Linked DNA regions of Mus musculus: regions 2, 3 and 4 are each linked to region 1. Evidence: chromatin contacts called from public Hi-C and HiChIP or PLAC-seq data. All regions are on one chromosome and are shown on one strand. Each heading gives the region's core, a stretch centred on a gene start, on an enhancer-like site or on the middle of the called end of the contact. The rest is flanking DNA. Distances are from core to core; before and after follow the strand shown.

What was found. A called contact is a pair of places that touch in the nucleus more often than the background predicts. HiChIP or PLAC-seq counts read pairs in DNA pulled down with a chosen protein or histone mark.
Region 2: a contact with region 1 is called in an HNF4G HiChIP or PLAC-seq map of pancreatic cancer cells. The contact joins the promoter of Bcas3 here to the promoter of Ggnbp2 in region 1. A contact is called at or near these places in 1 of 39 promoter capture datasets (erythroid cells), 3 of 484 Hi-C or Micro-C datasets (B cells, CD4 T cells and thymic regulatory T cells), 5 of 115 datasets of contacts at active chromatin or transcription factors (astrocytes, large pre-B cells, memory CD8 T cells and 2 more) and 1 of 9 other capture datasets (liver).
Region 3: a contact with region 1 is called in a Hi-C map of liver, with 1.7 times the contacts expected there. The contact joins the enhancer-like site here to the promoter of Ggnbp2 in region 1. A contact is called at or near these places in 3 of 39 promoter capture datasets (hippocampal neurons, pre-B cells and stem cell-derived epiblast-like cells), 1 of 484 Hi-C or Micro-C datasets (liver), 3 of 115 datasets of contacts at active chromatin or transcription factors (bone marrow-derived macrophages, embryonic stem cells and fetal liver) and 2 of 9 other capture datasets (adipose tissue and liver).
Region 4: a contact with region 1 is called in an H3K27ac HiChIP or PLAC-seq map of extraembryonic endoderm stem cells. The contact joins the enhancer-like site here to the promoter of Ggnbp2 in region 1. A contact is called at or near these places in 4 of 39 promoter capture datasets (liver, neutrophils, pre-B cells and 1 more), 2 of 115 datasets of contacts at active chromatin or transcription factors (embryonic limb bud and extraembryonic endoderm stem cells) and 2 of 9 other capture datasets (adipose tissue and embryonic stem cells).

Annotation. Positions count from the first base shown.
Region 1 is chr11:84,868,404-84,873,034 of GRCm38.p6, reverse strand. Ggnbp2 (gametogenetin binding protein 2) reads left to right here and starts at 2,245. Exons shown (of 14, transcript NM_001364114.1): 1 at 2,245-2,430; 2 at 2,963-3,158. The coding sequence starts at 3,066. It overlaps Ggnbp2os (gametogenetin binding protein 2, opposite strand), which reads right to left and starts at 3,030. Exons shown (of 2, transcript NR_131201.1): 1 at 2,939-3,030; 2 at 1,404-1,831.
Region 2 is chr11:85,351,037-85,355,667 of GRCm38.p6, reverse strand. It overlaps Bcas3 (breast carcinoma amplified sequence 3), which reads right to left and starts at 2,504. Exons shown (of 24, transcript NM_001166643.1): 1 at 2,435-2,504; 2 at 693-780. The coding sequence starts at 775.
Region 3 is chr11:84,440,469-84,445,099 of GRCm38.p6, reverse strand. Aatf (apoptosis antagonizing transcription factor) reads left to right here. Exons shown (of 13, transcript NM_019816.1): 12 at 2,463-2,534. Among named protein-coding and RNA genes, the nearest start is that of Aatf, 71 kb to the left of the region's middle. Within about 2 kb of position 2,314, at least 35 of the 459 cell types and tissues checked have an H3K27ac peak or open chromatin away from gene starts, as enhancers often do. A contact at or near this core is called in adipose tissue and liver, where this site is marked.
Region 4 is chr11:85,253,991-85,258,621 of GRCm38.p6, reverse strand. No RefSeq gene overlaps it. Among named protein-coding and RNA genes, the nearest start is that of Appbp2os, 21 kb to the right of the region's middle. Within about 2 kb of position 2,786, at least 25 of the 459 cell types and tissues checked have an H3K27ac peak or open chromatin away from gene starts, as enhancers often do. A contact at or near this core is called in embryonic stem cells and extraembryonic endoderm stem cells, where this site is marked.

The DNA of each region.
Region 1 (4,631 bases), core at 996-3,495:
GTACTTATTTTTGTGATACTGGATACTGAACCTTGGGCTTAGAGCCTGCTAGACCAAGTGTTCTACCACTATATCCTCAGCCCTCCATACTTTTCTAGTCTAAGTTTATATCTTTGATAATTACAGGCGTTAACTGAAAAGGACAAAATGTACACTGTGCTTCCCCTCTTCCAATTCCTAATGTCCTAAAGAAAAGCTAATGAATTCATAAAATCAGAATTAGTAGGCAGAACTCCTGATTAGATTGCTTTTCAGAAGAGAAAGATCACAATTGATTTACTGAGCTCTGTGTCGGGTATAGGTGCCAGGAATATAAACAGATGCCTTTAAGGAGCTTACATTCTCATTTATGTTTATTAAAAATATGCAATATGTCTACTTAATTCCTATTTTGAGAAAGGGTCTGTGCAGTCTAATCTGGTCTTGAATTTATGGTAAGCACTCTGCCTTGGCCTCTCCAAGTGCTGGGGTTACAGGTGTATGCTACTATACTGGGCTTGTATTTTTTTTTTTTAAAGATCTATTTTATTTATATGAGTACACTGTAGCTGTCTTCAGACACACCAGAAGAGAACATCAGAATTACAGATGGTTGTGAGCCACCATGTGGTTGCTGGGAATTGAACTCAGGACCTCTGGAAGAGCAGTCAGTGCTCTTAACTACTGAGCCAACTTTACAGCCCATGTTTCTATTTTTAATTGATAGAATATACTCATACTGTCAGATCAAGAAAAGGAAAATCCAGCTTACAGATTTTCAGATGTACTAATTTAAATAACATTATGCCAGTGATTTACTACCTTATCTAATACAGCCATTATAGTGAAAACAGAGGTATTTTAGCTTGTCAACTGCCTTTTTTTTTTTTTTTTTTTTCATAGCTTGGTTCTTTCCTAGTACCTGGTGTATATTTAATAGTGAAAATTAAAGCTAGTAGCTATATACATATTGGCTCAATATTTGTTACCAAGCATAACCTAAAATTCAATTAATCAAAGTAGGTACATAGATTGTAGTAGTTGTAGACATAAAACACAAGATTCTCTAAAAATGTCCATAGTTTTACTATGTATTTTAACCTGTCAGAAGGTGCGTGAAAAACTGGACTTCAACTAAGGATCGCACTGTTCTGCTTTTAGTATGGCCCAAAGACATATTTACTGGATAATCACACCTTTGGGAACACACAATGGTTCTTCCAGTTTATTATGTCACCTACTCTAACAATGACCACACAATGTCATAAGTCAACAAGGCTAAGGATGCACTGTGGGATTTTTTTTTTTTTTTTTTTTTGGTTGTGACTTGAAAGACTTCATGTGATCAAAATACTTTTAAAGGTCAGTAACAACAGCTTTACCCTATTTTACCAGAAAATATTCGATCTGTCCTTAAGATCTGGTAGTTGTACAAGCAGCGAATGGATTTATTATTAAAACCATCAAGACAAAACATTTTCCATCTTTTTGGCTTTACAATGGACCTCCGTAGACTAGTACCTGAGAACGTGGCAGTAGTCAAGAGTGCAGAGGAAACTCTCTTTACAGCAGCTCTGGTTCTCGGAAGATGGTCAGACCGAAGGGCCTTTGGCCACTATCAGTAACTTTGCCCAAGGGAGTCCCTTAAGTTAATATTAACTCAAGAAGTTCCTTTGGTCGGAAGCTACACATAGACTACAGTTCAGTTTTCTGTCTATTGTAACAACAGATCCTGCACATATTTTCCATCCATCTTGCTGCAGTCCCCATAAGGCGGCCGGCTCTGGGTGAGTCAGGGTAGCAGAGCCCTTTCCTCCAGTCTTACAGGGGTGGAAGTCCGCATGTGTGCAACCTGGAAAACAAGGTCAAAGGTCTCTGCAGTGTCCATTCTCCTAGACCTCGACAGCGCCAGCTCTTCATCGCTCACCCAAGTCTTATCTGGGTTCCCCCCCCCCCCCAGTGGGCTTTCCACCCCACCGGTCTCCAGAGAGCAGATCCCGGGTCGTCACTGGCAGGGACCCCGGCTGCTCCTGCTGGGCCTCCCCACTGGCCCTATTTTCACGCTCGTTTTGGTAAATCCGGGGCACCACGCAGGTCAGCCGAGCGCGACAGCACAGGGGGTTCCCCCCACCCGTACAAGCCGATTTCGAAAGTCGGGACACGAGCGAGGCGGCCGCGGTCTCGCGAGAAGAGGCAGGCCCCGCCTGGAGTTCGCGGCCCCCCCTCCCCGGCCCCACCCTCCCCACGTCCCCCGCCCTCCCTCCCACACTCCCCGTGGCGCGAGCGGCTGACTGAGCCTGGAGAGGAAACGGCAATCGCAGCCGCGCTCCCGCCCAGGCCGGCCCTGACGCGGGCCTCGTCAGCCGGTAACGGGGAGCAGAGGTGGGGGTCAGGGAGGCGTCCTCGAAGTCAGTGAAGGTCAGAACCGAGAGCTCTCTCTCTCCGACCCGGGTGAGGACTGGGGTCTGAGCTCGCCCCCACCCCAACTCTGCAGAGCCGAGGCAGGGTCGACCCCTCCCAGGGGCGGGGTGGCGCCGGGCAACTGCAGCCTAGGGGGCCACCCTGGGCGGGGCGCTCAGCCAGGAGAGAAGGGGTCAGCGGCAGGGGGTGCGGGCTTGGGCTGTGTAGCCGAGGCGGGGATGGGCTTCTGGAGCCCGGACTCCCGAGCTGGGCGGGGATGTCCCGGGGCCAGCAGGTCCTTTTCCGCCTCTCCTTTGGACCCTGACTGGAGGCCGGCGGGCGGGGGGGGGGGGGGTGGGTGGGTGGGGAGGGGGGGTCTGGGTGGGGGAGGGCAGGCGGCGCGAGGGGGCGGGTCCCGGCGCTGCGGGGCGCTGATTGGCTGAGCGCGTGTGGAATCGGGTGATGGGAAACGCAGCGCGGCTCTCCTGTCCTCTCTCGCTCCGCGCCCCCCCACCCCTTTCACCCGTGGCGAATGTGCTGCGAGGTGGCGGGTGCTTACGCTCGCGGGGTTTGGCTGTTGCAGGCAGGAGCTGGGAGGAGGCAGCAGCAGCGGCGGCGGCAGGAGCAGCGGCGGCGGCAGCAGCTGGGAGGAGGTGGTGACGGTGGCAACGGCAGCGTCGGGGACGATGGCGCGACTGGTGGCAGTGTGCAGGGACGGGGAGGAGGAGTTCCCCTTCGAGAGGAGGCAGATCCCCCTCTACATAGACGACACCCTGACGGTGAGCGAGCGGGCTGAGCGGGCCGGGCCGGGATGGGCCCGCTGCTCCCCGGCCTGGCAGCTGTTTCCCCTCCCCCAGGCCGAGCGCTGCGCACTGGAGAAAGAGTGTGTTGCAACTCCTAGGCGAGGCCGCCTCTCCGATGGGCCCCACGAACTCGCCATTGCAGCGGGGCCTCTCGGTACCCTTGGCAGGCCCCAGATCCAGCGCCCCGAAGGCACTTGGAGGTCCCCTGCTCGGGTCTTCCTCCCTCTCCGAACCTTTGGCCTTTAGGCCTGCCTTTGAGACGCTGTTTGCCTAAGCACGCGCCGGGGAGAAGGGTTGAAGGAGCTGGGGCGTTTAGGGCCTGTCCTCTCCAGAAAGCACTTACCCTCCGGGAGGCTCAATTAGTTGAAAATGTCGCAGCTGCATTGTTACCTGTGTGTTTCCCGTTTGAACACTGTAGCTATCTCTACATAAGTGTAATTACTGAGGGCAGAGTGACATTCTCTTGCACAGCGAAGATTCCACCTAAATGATTTGATTTCCTAATACGTCTCACATTGCCTAGTACATTATAATTCTTGAAATGGTTGGGTTAAGCCATGACTCTTCAAAATGGGCCTTCGTGGCATTTTTTTGGTTTACAAGTAGCCCAAGACCAAGTTATTGACTGTAAAGTAGTATGAAGAACTGACTGCTCATTGTGGATAGAAAAACACAAACGTGGGAAGATGGTTGTTTTAAGACTTGGTGTTGGTATACCTTTGCCGACCCCTCTACCCGGTGTTGTAGTACTGTTTCCTTTAAAAGGAAATGGCAGAAATTTGAGTTGATTCTGAGCAGGAAGTAAATGCAGTTGCTTACCACAGTTAAATGAACCTTCTCCGAACAAGTTTTGAAATCTTCATTTTGATGCTGACGCTCCTGGATTTTGCACTCGCCCATTGTGATCTGATGTAGATAAGTCTTCCAGCCTTTGACTTTTTTTCCACTCAAAGGCAGATCGGTTATCTTCCTGAAAAAAAAAAAAGTGTAGTTATGTACTGAAGGTTTTAGCATTTTATGTAAAATGCAAGTCATTGTGGAGATGCCAGTCTGAGCCTTTTTGCCAGTCTCAAGAGCTTCAGTACTTTTAAAAAATTAGGGAAGCTATTGACTGGTTCACTTCGATGGAACTTTGCAATGGAAAGCATGCTTTAAAAAAATAGTCTAATGATTTGACATAAAGTAGAATTTATATTAGAAATTACTTGTATGTATTGGTTATGGTTTCTTATTTTCTTGAATTTTAATTTTAATGGGCTTATATTAAAAATAGTTTTAAAAAAACAAGCTAGAAACCAGTTAAATGATTTTTTTCTCAGTATGATAGTGCTTGGTCATAGTTCATTTGTTATTACCTTCTGTCCCCTTCACCATAAAACCTTAAAAAAACACAGTTTGATAACAACCTTTTTTGTAGTGCATTTTTCCCCCTTAATCCTGAGGTTTGGG
Region 2 (4,631 bases), core at 1,255-3,754, 480 kb before region 1:
CACATATTTGGAATCTCAGCTTTGAATGATGGAGGCAGGATCTGTTCTGCTATATAACAATTGTTAAAACAAATAGGAACTTGTCTCAAAATCCCAAAGAAAAAGCAGTTTGCCTGTTTCTTATATTATTCTATTGTCTTTGCTGAGTCCAAGTATCCAAATTCTAGCCTTTAAAGATGAACTCAAAATGTAAACCTTCTTTTAAGTTTTTTAAATTATACTATTTTTTATTTATTTATCTACTTATTTAGTGGTGCATGGGGGGGGGGGTATGGGCCATGAACTTGGAATTGGTCCCCTCCTCCTAACCTGTGGGACCCAGGGATCAAACTCAGCCCCTCAGGCTTACGGCAAGCTCAGCCCCACTGAGAGTGTTCCCTTCTTGTGAAGCCTTGTTACTACTACTATAGCCTTCCAAATACACAAAAAGTGCAAAGTGTTTACAGAAGCAACCACTATCCGAATGGACACTCTGGGAGTTTTGGAGGAGAGTCTGCTTGTTTTCAGACAGGGTTTCTTTATGTAGTCCCAGCGGGCCTAGAACTTGTTTTGTAGACCAAGCAGGCCTCAAACTCAGAGATCTGCTTCTGGCTCCGAAGTGCTGGGACTAAAGACATGTGCTACTACCACCCAGCTCAAACAGATATTCTGAGTGGGAACTGTTTTCTAGAATACTGCTTTCTTCAGCTTACGTGACGGCCTGAGGGCGGACCACGACTCCGCCAGTACAACGACTGGGTCTCCGAGGAGAATCTGTAGCCATTGTTTCATTCATGAGACCTGTTTCCAGAGAAAAGAAAAGTGTCAGAAGGAGAGGTGTACGATTATTCATTAAATATCCCTTTGCCAAACTGTGACAAACCATGAATTTTCCCAGAAACTTGTGGCCTAGATCTCTCAGAGACCTGCCAGCCCAACTGATAGGATTATAGGTGTGTACCCACCACACCCAGGAAGTTACTTTTCTTTTTTTAAGATAGGGTCTTACCCAGGAATTGAGGCTGACCTTGAACTATGCAGTATCTGAAAGTCAAGACAGTTCAGTCTTTGGCAGAATCTTCCTATAATTTATAACTAGGAGGAAAAGAGACAGAGAACTAAATGGGAACTATATAACACAGGATCACTTAGAAAAACAAATATAGGGCTGAAGAGATGGTTCAGGGGTTAAGAGCACTGACTGCTCTTCCACAGGTCCTGAGTTCAATTCCCAGCAACCACATGGTGGCTCACAACCATCTGTAATGGGTTATGAAGCGCTCTTCTGGTATATCTGAAGACAGCGACAGTGTACTTACATATATAAAAATAAATAAATCTTTAAAAAAAGAAAAATAAAGAAATGCAAATATAAAGCTCAGTGGGACATAACATACCAGCAGTTCCAGTTCCCAGGAGGCTGAGGCAAGGAAATTGCCTTGAGTTCAAGGGCAATGTAAGCCTGAGATTCTTAGTATTTTATTTTTAAAAATATAATAATAATAATAATAATAATAATAATTTAAAAAGCTGGTCACAGGTGGTGATGCATATGCATGCCTGAGAGGCAGAGGCAGGAGGATCAGGAGTTCAAAGTCAACCTTAAGGGCACAGCCATATAAAGACCAGATGGCCCATGTGAGCCTCAGAACAAATACACGTAACAGGATACCACTCTGCCTTCAGATAAATCTGTTGAGGACAGATAAAACTGTGTAGCCACATTTAAATAATATTTTAACCTCCAGCTATTGTAACGTAATCACCAGCGTGTAAACAAATTTGGAATATAAACTCGTATAATATAAGGAGCCTCTGGATTTTCCCACAGTCTAAGTAAGTCCCAGACCTTGACTATCTAATGAGTTTCTGAATCATAGAGGTGGTTTGGAGAGTACAGAGTCTGCTTCATTATGGTTAAAGGGGGACTGGCAACAGAACTAAAGATGTCTTACAAGGCTCAGGAAAGCCCACAGCCTAAAAGCATCACTTTTAAGAAGGGTTCACTGTACCACCTCATTTGAAAAACCCCAAACTGTTGATCCCCACATTCCTATACAACCCAAACAACCCATTGTCCCAACTAGTCCAGCTACCCCTTTCTTAGGCAGTACCTTTCACCAGACCCCTCAGTACTCTCATCTTCATTCCACCCTCTATTACCCGAACCAGTCTCCCCACCTCTGTCCTTTAAAGGCCTTGTCACTTGAGAACAGCTCCTCGAAAGCCCCTCGGGCCCCACTCTCCCCAAAGTCACGGGAACAACACTCCACACTTCACCTCCAAAGCCCTACCACCACTGCCCCCGGCCGCCCTCTGGCCTCTTGCCCAGCTCTCCTCCAGTTTCAGCACCTTTCCCCGTCAACTGGGGCTGGTCAAGCCCTGTTTCCTCATGCTGCCTGTCCCTTTCCCTCTCCAAACCTCCCCTAAGCCAAAGACCCGCCAGCCCTCTCACCGGCCGCTCCGCCGGTAAACGCTGTTCTCCAGCTTCAGGCTCACTGTTTGGAGTCTCCCTCGTGATTGACGGCTAGCACTTCCTACCACGCCTCGGCGGAACCACCGCATCAGCCAATCCCAGGAGCAAACTGGCCCCGGCGCGGCACCGCCCTTGGAGGTCAGCTTCGCCAACCAGCGAGTAGGAAAGAGGCGGACCCGCCTTCAGAATCCATCCAATCCGCTGGGGCTGGAGGGAAAACACAACAGTATGGAAGTTCGGGTGAAGCGGGTGGGTCAGGTTCGGTTGTGAATGCAGGCGGCAGGGGAGAAAAGGCAGGCGTGTCTGCGGGCCTGGAAGAGGCACCTTGGTGGATTTTCTGTTTTAAGGAAACGCTACATGCACCAAATACCTGCGGACCTCAGCCAGAAGTCTCCAGCGAGGAGCCCGAAGCCAGGTATACTGGTGTGTTTACATCGAATTCTCGCGACAGCTGATTTGAAGCTAAAAGCACGTGGACGTGGCAGCTGCCAATCACTTTTACCTGACCACTCAGGCTGCCCGAGCCCGCCCTCCACCCCGCCCGCGGCGCTGTGTTTACCTTCCGGGAGTCTAGGCTGGCAGTCCGTGTTCAGTCCCCTGCTGAGTACGTCTTGCTCTGAATAAGGGGGCCTGTAAGAAATTTTGTTGGAGTCCTTAATGGTTACTGTCATAGGAATGGATGTTCGTGAACATCTGGAAATGGAGAGGCCCCAGACTTTGGAAGGGGGAACTTGTTGCACAATATAGGGATCCATAGAGAGTCTAAGAAGACTACCTGGGGCTTTGCAAGATGGCATTGGATACGTCTTAAGGGTTCATGGAGTCTCAAGTAGTCGTAGGCCGGGAGCTCTTGCTTAAAGAAACCCACAATCACACTCCTAGCTTTCCCATATATCTTTCCCCTGAGCACCTAGTAACCTGTACCAAAATCTCTTTTTATGGGATTCCAGTAACACATGCACTATATTCCCTATATTCCCAGCACTGGTGTACATAACAAGTTCTAAGCCAGTCCAGTGCCACCAAGTTTGAAAACACTGTCCCTTCCAAAAAATCTTTTTTAATAAGATATAATTCTTTTAAAAATAATAAACGGGCCTGGAATTTGGACATGATGCTCCTGCCTAGATGTGGACTAGGCGGCTAGGTATGACCAACAAGGAATTCGTAAAAGTACCTTTGCCTATCATACAGGTTAAAGTAGACTTTTTAGGCATGTCATCAGTGTCAAGAGTTAGCTGGAGGTCGTGGTCAAGGCCAAAAAAACTCATTTCCATGGCCATATGTCTTAGTTAGGGTTTCTATTGCTGTGACGAAACACCAAGACCAAAAGAAACTCGCTGGCTGGGCAATGGTGGGGCACTCCGAACTCCGAGCACTTGGGAGGCAGAGGAAGGCAGATTTCTGAGTTCGAGGCCAGCCTGGTCTACAGAGTGAGTTCCAGGACAGCCAGAGCTACACAGAGAAACCCTGTCTCGAAAAAATAAACAAACAAAAAACTTGTTGAAGAAAGGCTTTATTTGACATACAGATCCTAAGTCCACTGAGGGAAGCCAAGACAGAAATTTAAACCAGGCAGAAACCTTGAGACAGGAGCTGTAAAAAGGCCTAGAAAAAGTACTGCTTACTGGCTTACTACTCATGGCTTGCCCTGCCTGATTTTTTATAGACTCCAGGACCACCACTCCAGATACAGCACTATCCACCATGGCCTCAATCACTAATTAAAATGCCCTACAGGCCCGCCTAAGAGCCAGATCTTATCTTGTGGAAGCATTTTTTTTTCAACTGAGGTTACCTCCCCAAAAATGACCATATCATTCACCCAAATGATAAGGGACGTTTTTCCTTATTGAGCTCTTCATAGCTTAGAATCAAAAGAAGAGGGAATGAGTGGGAATGTTTATGAATAAGAACATTACTTCTATCCATCTCCAACTTGCAGTGTGGACATGGATCCAAGGTAGACATACAGTCCAGTGGCTACGAACATTCCTGACTTAAATGTCTTAGTGGACCGCAGTAGCAACAGGAAAGGATTTTTTTTTTCCTCTTCTGATTCTCTCAGACTAGGCAAGTTGTCTCTGGATGAGGCTCTAGGGTTTCCTGAGATAGGCAGAAAATGGGCAGATGCTGTAGCCATGTGATGAACTGATACAGCTGTCTTCTAGTTTTA
Region 3 (4,631 bases), core at 1,065-3,564, 430 kb after region 1:
AAGATGCAGATGCTGTCCCTGCATAGGACATGAGTTTGATTCCCAGCACCCATATCAGGCAGCTCACAACGCCTGTAACTCTACATCCCCTGGAGCCAGACATACTCATATAGACCTACACATGCATGCATAAATAAATAATAAAAAATATTTTTAAAAAAGAAACATACAAAAGACAGAGCAAGAGAGTAGGAACTGACATTGCTAGACTTTTAGATTTATATCCTGGGGCCAGAGTAGGACAGTGCTATCTGATAAAGCCTCAGTGTCAAAGAGTCTGCTGATAGTTCAGCAAAAAACATCCTTACCTTATTGGATTAGATGTATAACTATATATAAATAGTGTGTGTGTGTGTGTGTGTGTGTGTGTGTCCGTGTCCGTGTCCGTTCGTCCTACACCATTAAAGAGTTAAAGATCCTCTTTATTGCATTTTCTTTAGACAAATATGGATCTGTCTCACTTGTAAATTGTCTGTAGCTTTGCACTAGGAGGTACAGTCAGGAGCAGTGTAAGTTGGAAGCTAGCCTGGGGAACTAGCAAAACCCTGTTGAGACAAGGGAGAGCCAACTTCGCACAAGCAGACTTCATAGTCACTGTACCTTGTTTGGGATTTATCAAACCTTACCAGGAAGTGCTGGTGCAGCTTTGCAGAAGTGCACAGGAGCTACTACTTTCCTTACCTTGCAGCCTAAACTGTTAGAATGTTTTCCACTTCTCTGTTGATGTAGCTCTGGTGCTTCTCTGGACATTGTTACTGTTGAAATTAATGAGGGTGACTCAAGCCACACTGCCTGAGTTTGGATTCCAGCTTTGACAGTGACTGACTGATGCTTACTTTAGGAGAGAACTTGAACTATTTTTTTATTTTTAAAGATTTATTTATTATCATATGTAAGTACACTGTAGCTGTCTTCAGATGCACCAGAAAAGGGCGTCAGATCTCACTTCGGATGGTTGTGAGCCACCATGTGGTTGTTGGGACCCGAACTCAGGCCCTTCGGAAGAACAGTCAGTGCTCTTAACCGCTGAGCCATCTCTCCAGCCCAGAACTTAAACTCTTGATGCTGGTTTCTTCATTTGTAAACGGGAGATGATAATACTCAGAAGCAGTTTGTGGTGAGAGTCAGTGAAGATGGTCGGTGGAGCTCTCAGACGTGCTACAGTATTGGTTGCCATTGCTGTTACTGTCCTGTCAGTTGGCTACCCTAGTGTTTCTTTCTTTGCCCAGTTCCACTCCTTTTTCTGTACCTGTCATTACTTCTTCTCCACAGGTATTTAAAGGATGTTATTAACAGTATGTATAAGTGGCCGCTTCATTCATTACTGTTAGGCTCAGGTTGCACAATGGGGCTATGTATAAAACTATAGCTTATTAGGGTTTCTCCAGAAGGAACCATTGGGAGGCATGGGTTCAAATAATGTGTAGAGATATCTGGTAAACAGTAAGCATTCTGTTATTCTATCTAATGTAATTTCTCTTGGAAATAAATGTATATTCTTCCAAAGAATTGAGAGAGGCCAGCAGTGATGGCATAACCAGTAAGCTCAGCACTTAGGAAGCTAAAGCTTGATCAAAAGCTTGAGGCCATCTTGGACTACACAGTGAGAGAGTAAAAAGGGAGAGAAAGGAGAATGGAAAATTTCTACATTATTTTATTACTTTGAATTTTTAAATTGTTAGAGCCAAGAGCTATAAATTTCAAATGACTGTACACAAAAATGCCTTTATTTTTTGACAGATAGTATGGGTGAGGTAGCTTAAATTTCATGGCATTTCAAACTAAATATTGGCCTTGGAGTTGTTCAGAACTTAGCTGTGCTCCCTCAGCTAAAGGTGGCACCTCATGTGAAGGACCCAGCAGAGTCCCTGTGGAAGTGATGGATTTTATAGGAGTCTCCTGGCTCGGGGACAAGTGCCAGAGAGTGAAGGTGTCAGTGCTGCTGGTTCCTGTGTGTGTAGGTGACATCATAATCATGGCATGGATGACTAAAACCCACACAAAGGAGGAGGCTAGGGTAGCTGGGTCCTCATTGACTTGTCTGGAATGGCTCACCTGTATCTGCCCTTTCCTCTGTGTGAGCTAAATGGATCTTTGTTAAACTGTCATTTTCACTAGTTGTGTGTGTGTGTGTGTGTGTGTGTGTGTGTGTTTGAGACAGGGTTTCTCTTTCCAGGTTGTCTTGAAACTCACTCTGTAGATCAGGCTGGCCTTAGACTCAGAGGTCGCTGCCAGAGCCATGTGCCAGCACAGCCCTGCTGTTTTCACTGCTCTAGTACCAGGCTGTTTCCTGTTGCATTAAGAGGAAAAGAGAGAAGAGAGTTACAAGTGCCTGTGAACTTTCCCACACTCCACTGTGGAACCAAAGTTCATGGATCAGTCATGGGGTTTAGCTGGTCACGTGTTTCTTTTGCTGAGTTAATGGTTACTGACTTTGCTGTTTGTCTTCTGGCTTTATTTAGGTTCCATGTCCTTAGCAAGCTCCTGAGTTTCATGGCACCTATTGACCACACCGCAATGAGTGATGATGCCAGGTGAGTGGCAGTGCTTGTATGTCTTGGTTAGCCTCGGAGAAGAGTCAGTCGCTGGCATCACAGCACGGTCTGTCATGTGTGTTTACTGCCATGGTTACTGTGAAGTCCAATCAGAATTTCCATCAATCTCAGTACCATCTCTGGTGGTTTGTCTTTGTCAGCATTAGTCCCCCTGCCTGGGTCATCTGCTCCTCTCATGGCAGAGGCAGCGTGCTGTGTGTGCTGGGTGTGCTGGGTGTGCTGGGTGTGCTGGGTGCAGTGCTCTCTCAGCAGCAGTGTGGGGACCTGATGCTTCTGTTATTTTTGTTGAAGCTGCTGTTGGGGATTACAGATTTTTTTGTTTTAAATAAAAGGAGTATGTGTTCATAAAGCTGAACTAATACGATCTGTAAAGGGGATGTGTGGATGCTTGTTGTTATCCAGAGATAACATTTTATTTGTTTGTTTATCTATTTATCTTGGGGCAGGGTCTCACCTGTGTGGCCCAGGCTAGCCTAGAACTTGTAGAGTTCTGCCTGCCTCTGTCTCCCAAGAGCTAAGGTTAAAGAGATGTCCCATAATGCCTTTTATTTTCCAGTTTTTAATTTGTTTTGGTTTCTTGAGACTCTTAGCTTAGATGAACTGAAAATCTTTGGGTAGTCCAGATGACTTGAAACTCAGGGCAGTCGTCCTGCCTTATTCTCCCAAGTGAGGAGATTGGAGGTATTTGCCATCACACACAGGTGTTTTTGTTTTGTTTTTTAAAGAATAATTTACTGGGCATGTCACACACCCTTTAATCCCAGCACTCTAGAGGCAAAGGCAGGCAGATCTTTGAATTTAAGGCCAGCCTGGTCTACAAAGTGAGTTTCAAGATAGCCAAGGATACACAGAGAAATCATGTCTCACAAAACCAAAATACTACTACTACTACTACTACTACTAATAATAATAATAATAATAATAACAATAACAACAACAACTACTTCTGCTGTGTATTTGTGACACACTCTTTACTCCCAGCATTTGGAAAGCAGAGGCAAGTGGATCTCTGTGAGTTTAAGGCTAGCCTGGACTCCATAGCAAGTTCTAGAGCATCCAGGGCTGCATAGTGAGTTTCTGCTGAAGAAGGTGGAGGAAGAGTATTTCTTCTCCATTTATTCATTTTCATTTTACTCTAATCAAGAGATCCCCCTTCCTTGTATTTATTTTTCACGAGTGATTTGTTTATAGCAACATGAATTCCTGCTTTTCCATCTTACTCTATGAGCCATTTATTTTGATATTAAAATTGTACAGATTGGTGGAAGTCCCTTCAGGCCTGTTTGTATCATTTTAGTATGACCCCAACATTCTTTATATCCTTATTCTTTGCACATGATCTTTGATGGTTCCTTTTTTAGGTAGGGTCTCACTACATACCCCTGGTTGGTCTGGAACAGGCTGGCCTCATCATGTTGGGCCTTTCAAAGCTTATCTTCTACTTTCCTTGTGTTTGTTCTGAAATTGTTCCTTCTTGAAGAAGCCCTCCTATTAGTGGTATTCAAATTTGGGTGTAAAATAGTGTTTATTATTTCTGGCTATTCTTATATGGAGGGGCTCACAGTGTGTACATGTAGCACAGGGAACATGTCGGCACACATGTACACCCAAAATGTTTCCATTCAGGGTTTGTTGGTTTGGGGTTTGTTTGTATATTTGTTTCAGCTTGTTCTTGTTTTTCTTTTTTATAGAATTAAAAGAATGTTCTACTATATTTTTTATACTGTGAACATTTTTATGTCATTAAATTTTAAAATTCAAATGACAGTAATATTTTATATCATTTAGCCATTCACTGACTAGTAGATACATTATTTTATCATAAATAATGTTGTGGTAGTCTTCTTAGTGGTTGACTGTAGGCTGGTATTGGCTTTGCCAGGTGTCTCTCAAGTCACGTGTAGCCTTTCTACTTGTTTCTAACCTCATCTGATCTTATTGTCTCTAGGCCTGAAAATAGCAGATTTAGGCCACACACTGTTGGCTGTTTGCCATTTGGTTTGTTTGAGTACAGAGCAGCTTGTCCATAATCCTACATACACTTGAATTTCTTATCCTCACCTCTTGAGTGCTGCG
Region 4 (4,631 bases), core at 1,537-4,036, 390 kb before region 1:
GTCCTGAGGAGCACAAGAAAGCAGGCTGAGGAAGTGGTGAGGAACAAGACAATAAGCAGCTCTCTTCTATGGCTCTCTATCTTGCCTCCAGGTTTCTGCCTGGAGCTCCTGCCCTGGCTTCTCTCAGTGATGGAGTGTGACCAGAGTTGTAAACTGAAATAAACCCTTTGGTTCCCAAGGAACACTAAGGAAGGCACTGGGCAAGCTCTAACTCTCAGAGCTACCTCACAACCTTCCAGATTTCTGATAAGGACAAGAAAGGTCAGACACAAACATATACGTTGTCTTGAATTTTGGTTTTCTTCTGGGCATCATACATTTAGAACTTTGTAAGATAAGAACTTGCAATGAGCTATGGTGGTTTACATTTCTACTCCTAGTACTTTGGGAGTTTGAGGCAAAAGAATTGCCATGATTTTCAGGCTAATCTAGGCTATGCAATAAGTTCCAGGCCACCTTGAAATTAGAAGGTGAGATTATAAGATGTCGCAAAAATACAAACTACATGGGGTTGGAGAGGTGGCTCAGCAGTTAAGAATATTGGCAGCTCTTCCGAAGGACCAAGGTTCAAATCCCAGCACTCACATGGCAGTTCACAACTGTCTGTAATTCCAGTTCCAGGGCATCCAACCCTCACACAGACATACCTGGAAGCAGAGTATAATGTAAATAAAAATTTAAGGGGGCTGGAGAGATGGCTCAGTGGTTAAGAGCAGTGACTGCTCTTTCGAAGGCCCTGAGTTCAAATCCCAGCAAACACATGGTGACTCACAACCATCCATAATGAGATGTCTGCCATATAATAATAAATAAAGCTTTAAAAAATTTTAAAATACAGATTACAGGGTGAAGAAATGGCTGTTAAAGCACATGGTGGTTTTTTGTTTGTTTGTTTGTTTTTTATTTTTTGAGACAGAGTTTCTCTGTGTAGCCCTGGCTGTCCTGGAACTCACTCTGTAGACCAGGCTGGCTTTGAACTCAGGGGTCCATCTGCCTTGTTTTCCAGGTGCTGGGATTAAAGGTGTGGCTCATCATGCCCGGCTCCATCTCTGGTTTTTAAAATTTGAGTCTTCTTTCTTTTGTTGGTTAGTTTGGCTAAGGTTTTGAGTGTCTTCTTTACATTTTCACAGAACTAAGTCTGCATTTTATTGATTCTTTGTATTGCTCCTTTTGTTTCTATGCCATCAATTTCTGCCCCAATCGTACTGATCCCTTTGTATCTTGTGATTTGACTTTGGCTTTGTTCTTCCTTGTCTAGAGCTCTGAGGTGTATCATTAAGTTACTGATTTGAGCTTTCTTTCTGACTCCCCTGACTGACTGGAACCACCACCCTCCTCTTTTAGACTGTTTGCATTTGTGTTCCATAGAGTCTGCTTGGTGTGTTGTTATTTTTAGTTGGTTTTAGTGATTTTATTATTTCAAGGATCCACTCATTGCTGAATAGTGTGTTGTTTAATCTCATGAGTTTGTGTGTGGTCCAGGGCTTTTCTTGCTATTGATTTGTAGTCTGATTCCATTGCGATCAGAGAGAATAGAGGAAATTATTTTATGTTGTTGAATTCCTCTTTCAGATCATGTATCATTTTCCTTTTTTCGGGCAGCTCTGTGTCTTTGACATACTTATAACCATTATAAATTCTCTTTTGGGGACTTAATGTAACTAATTTTCACTAGATGCCATTACTATAGGGTTATTGATTTTTTTAAGGGCATATATATAGTGTCTTGATTTTTTTTTCATGTTTCCTATGTTACTGTATTGAGATTTAAACATGTTACTTTGTTGCTCAACTTTTTTCTTCTCTGCCATATTCTTTTAGCTGAAACATTTGCAGTGTTTAAGGGAGACCTGAATATGTACTCTTTTTTTTTTTTTTGTTTTTTTAATTTTTTTGGTTTTTTGAGACAGGGTTTCTCTGTGTAGCCCTGGCTGTCCTGGAATTCACTTTGTAGACCAGGCTGGCCTCGAACTCAGAAATCCGCCTGCCTCTGCCTCCCGAGTGCTGGGATTAAAGGCGTGCACCACCACGCCCGGCCCGAATATGTACTCTTGAGTGTGTAATCAGAGAACGATCCCTCAGCTCAGGAACTTGAGAGTGCCTGGGTCAGTTCTACAGTATCCCTGAGATGGTTATCAAGTGGAAGAACAACCACCGCTGCTTGCTATCACTGCTCTGCAAACGTACTAACCCAGCAACACAGTGGCCCTTTCAGCCTCAGTAACTGTCAGAGCTTAAATAACCAAGGAGACTATGGGGTTTGCGTACATTTTAGTTAATAAGATTAGAAGTGGAAAGAAAGTAGGGTGGGTAAAGCTAAGGATTAAATATTAGTCAACTTTGAAAAGAAAAGAGAAAAAATCAAGGTGGGTAAAGTATTTGGTAAGGGAGTTGGGATGCCCATAGGGCCAACAGATTTTAGAGATTGTGAACTCTGTGGAAGGTTTAATTACGAAGTAAAATGAGAACAGCTGGGCGTAGGTGCACGCTTTGAATCCTAGCACCGGGGAAGCAGAGGCGGGTTGATGTCTGAGTTCCAGGCCAGCCCGGTCTATTACCGTATGAGTTTCAGAACAGTTAGGGCTACACAGAGAAACCCTGTCTTGGAGAAAAAATAAAATAAAATAAAACAAAATAAAATAAAATAGAGATAAGGATAAGAGAAAGAAGAAAGATTAGGAAAAAGAGCATATGAGATGTGGCTGAAGAGGGACGAATGCTATATGGTAAACAAGATAGAGAAAAGAACCAGCCCTAACATCTGAAAGAGGCCAGAAACACATGTGCAGGGGTGGAGTTTAAATAGTAGGAACTATGAGATAAAACAGATCCCCAGGTATTGACCTGCTGCACTGAGCTGAAAGGTTAAATTCTCAGATCCCTCTGGCACTAGCAAATTCCATGTTGGGGGGAAGGGGACCCTGTGACCTCTGTAGCCTCAGGGTTCTTAGGCATCTGGAGGGAGAGGTGGTTGCAAGTCCTTTTCTGGTAGTTCCCAGAGCGCCTGTTTGCTCTGGTCCTACAGGTCTGGTGTTTGTGAGGACCAGCCACCACTCTTGCAGATTCCACAGCTATCTTTTATCAACAAGTATTTACCCTTCATTCCTTCCTGTGAATGGATCCTGACCTGCAGTTCGTTTCCACAACCCTTTTGCAACAGGATGATTCCAGTGGAGGACCCTGTGTTTGGTCTTGTGAAGTTCTGGCTGCTGGGGCGGGGTGGGGTTGGGTGAGGGGTGGCTTTGCTGGGGTTTTGTTATTGTTGTTGTTGTTTGTTTTTGTAGTGTGTGCTGAACACTCCCCATGGAAAAGGTTGGATGATAAGAATTTAACAAAAACTTATATTATTTTCTGTGTGTGTGCACAAGTGGTACAGTGTATGTTTGTACACACACACACACACACACACACACACACACAGATCAGAGAACAACTTTCAGGAGTCAAGATTCTCTTCTACCATGAGGGTCTTAGAGATGGAAAGTTGTGAGGTTTAACCACAAGAGCCTTTACACTAAACCATCTTACCGGCTGATGGTGGGTTGTTTAAACACACAGCAGACCGTGGGTGAGAGAGTTTTAGGAATAAATGTTTTCAATTTCTTTACTTTTTTTTTCTTTTTCGATTTTGATTTTTCAACACAGGGTTTCTCTGATTAACTCATTTTTGCAAAGACACAAAAGTTGAGTCTAGGAATGTAGTTTAGTGGCAGACAACTTGCCTGATACTCACAGGGTCCTGTGTTCACCCCTGCATTTTATTTTGTTTTTAAGATTTATTTATTTATATTTAAGTACAGTATAGCTATCTTCAGACACACCAGAAGAGGGCATCAGATCTCATTACAGATGGTTGTGAGCCACCATGTGGTTGCTGGAAATTTAACTCAGAACTCTGAAAGAACTCTGGAAGAACAGTCAGTGCTCTTAACCAGAGTCATCTCTCCACCCCAACCCCCGAATTTTAAAAGAAAACTCCAAGTGCCACTGTGAAAGAAGTAGAGGTTTACTGTCAGTATAAACTAAACGCCGCGTCTGCACTGTACTGTTATGCCTCCTCTCTCCCATGAGGAGCACTGCGCTGCACATGTGATTGTGGATATCCTCTCTCCAGTTGACTTATTTTTATTTATTTGTCCATTAATTTTGTGGTGTTGTGATTGAACCCAGAACTCTGCCCAAGCCAGAGTTCTACAATCAAGCACTATATATATATATATTCAATATATTATATAAGTTAATATATTAAATACAAAATATAATTTATCAATTTATAAGTTACATTAGTATATTTATATAGTACTATATAATATATATGTATATATATATACATATATATATATATATAATGTTGTTATTTTGTGTTATTTTTTTGAGATAGGGTTTCTCTATGTAGCCCTGGCTGTCCTGCAACTTGCTCTATAGACCGGGCTGGCCTTGAACTCTGAAAGGTGTGCTCCAATACTGCTTCACTCTAAATATTCTTTTTCCCTCTCAATTGAACTGTTTCGGAGCAGCGTCTCAGTAGCCTAAGCAGGCCTGAAACTTGCCACGTAGCCTAGATTGACCTCTGCCTCCTGATTCTCCTATCTCCACCTCTGAGGTTCTGGGATAACAGGCAGGTACCGGGT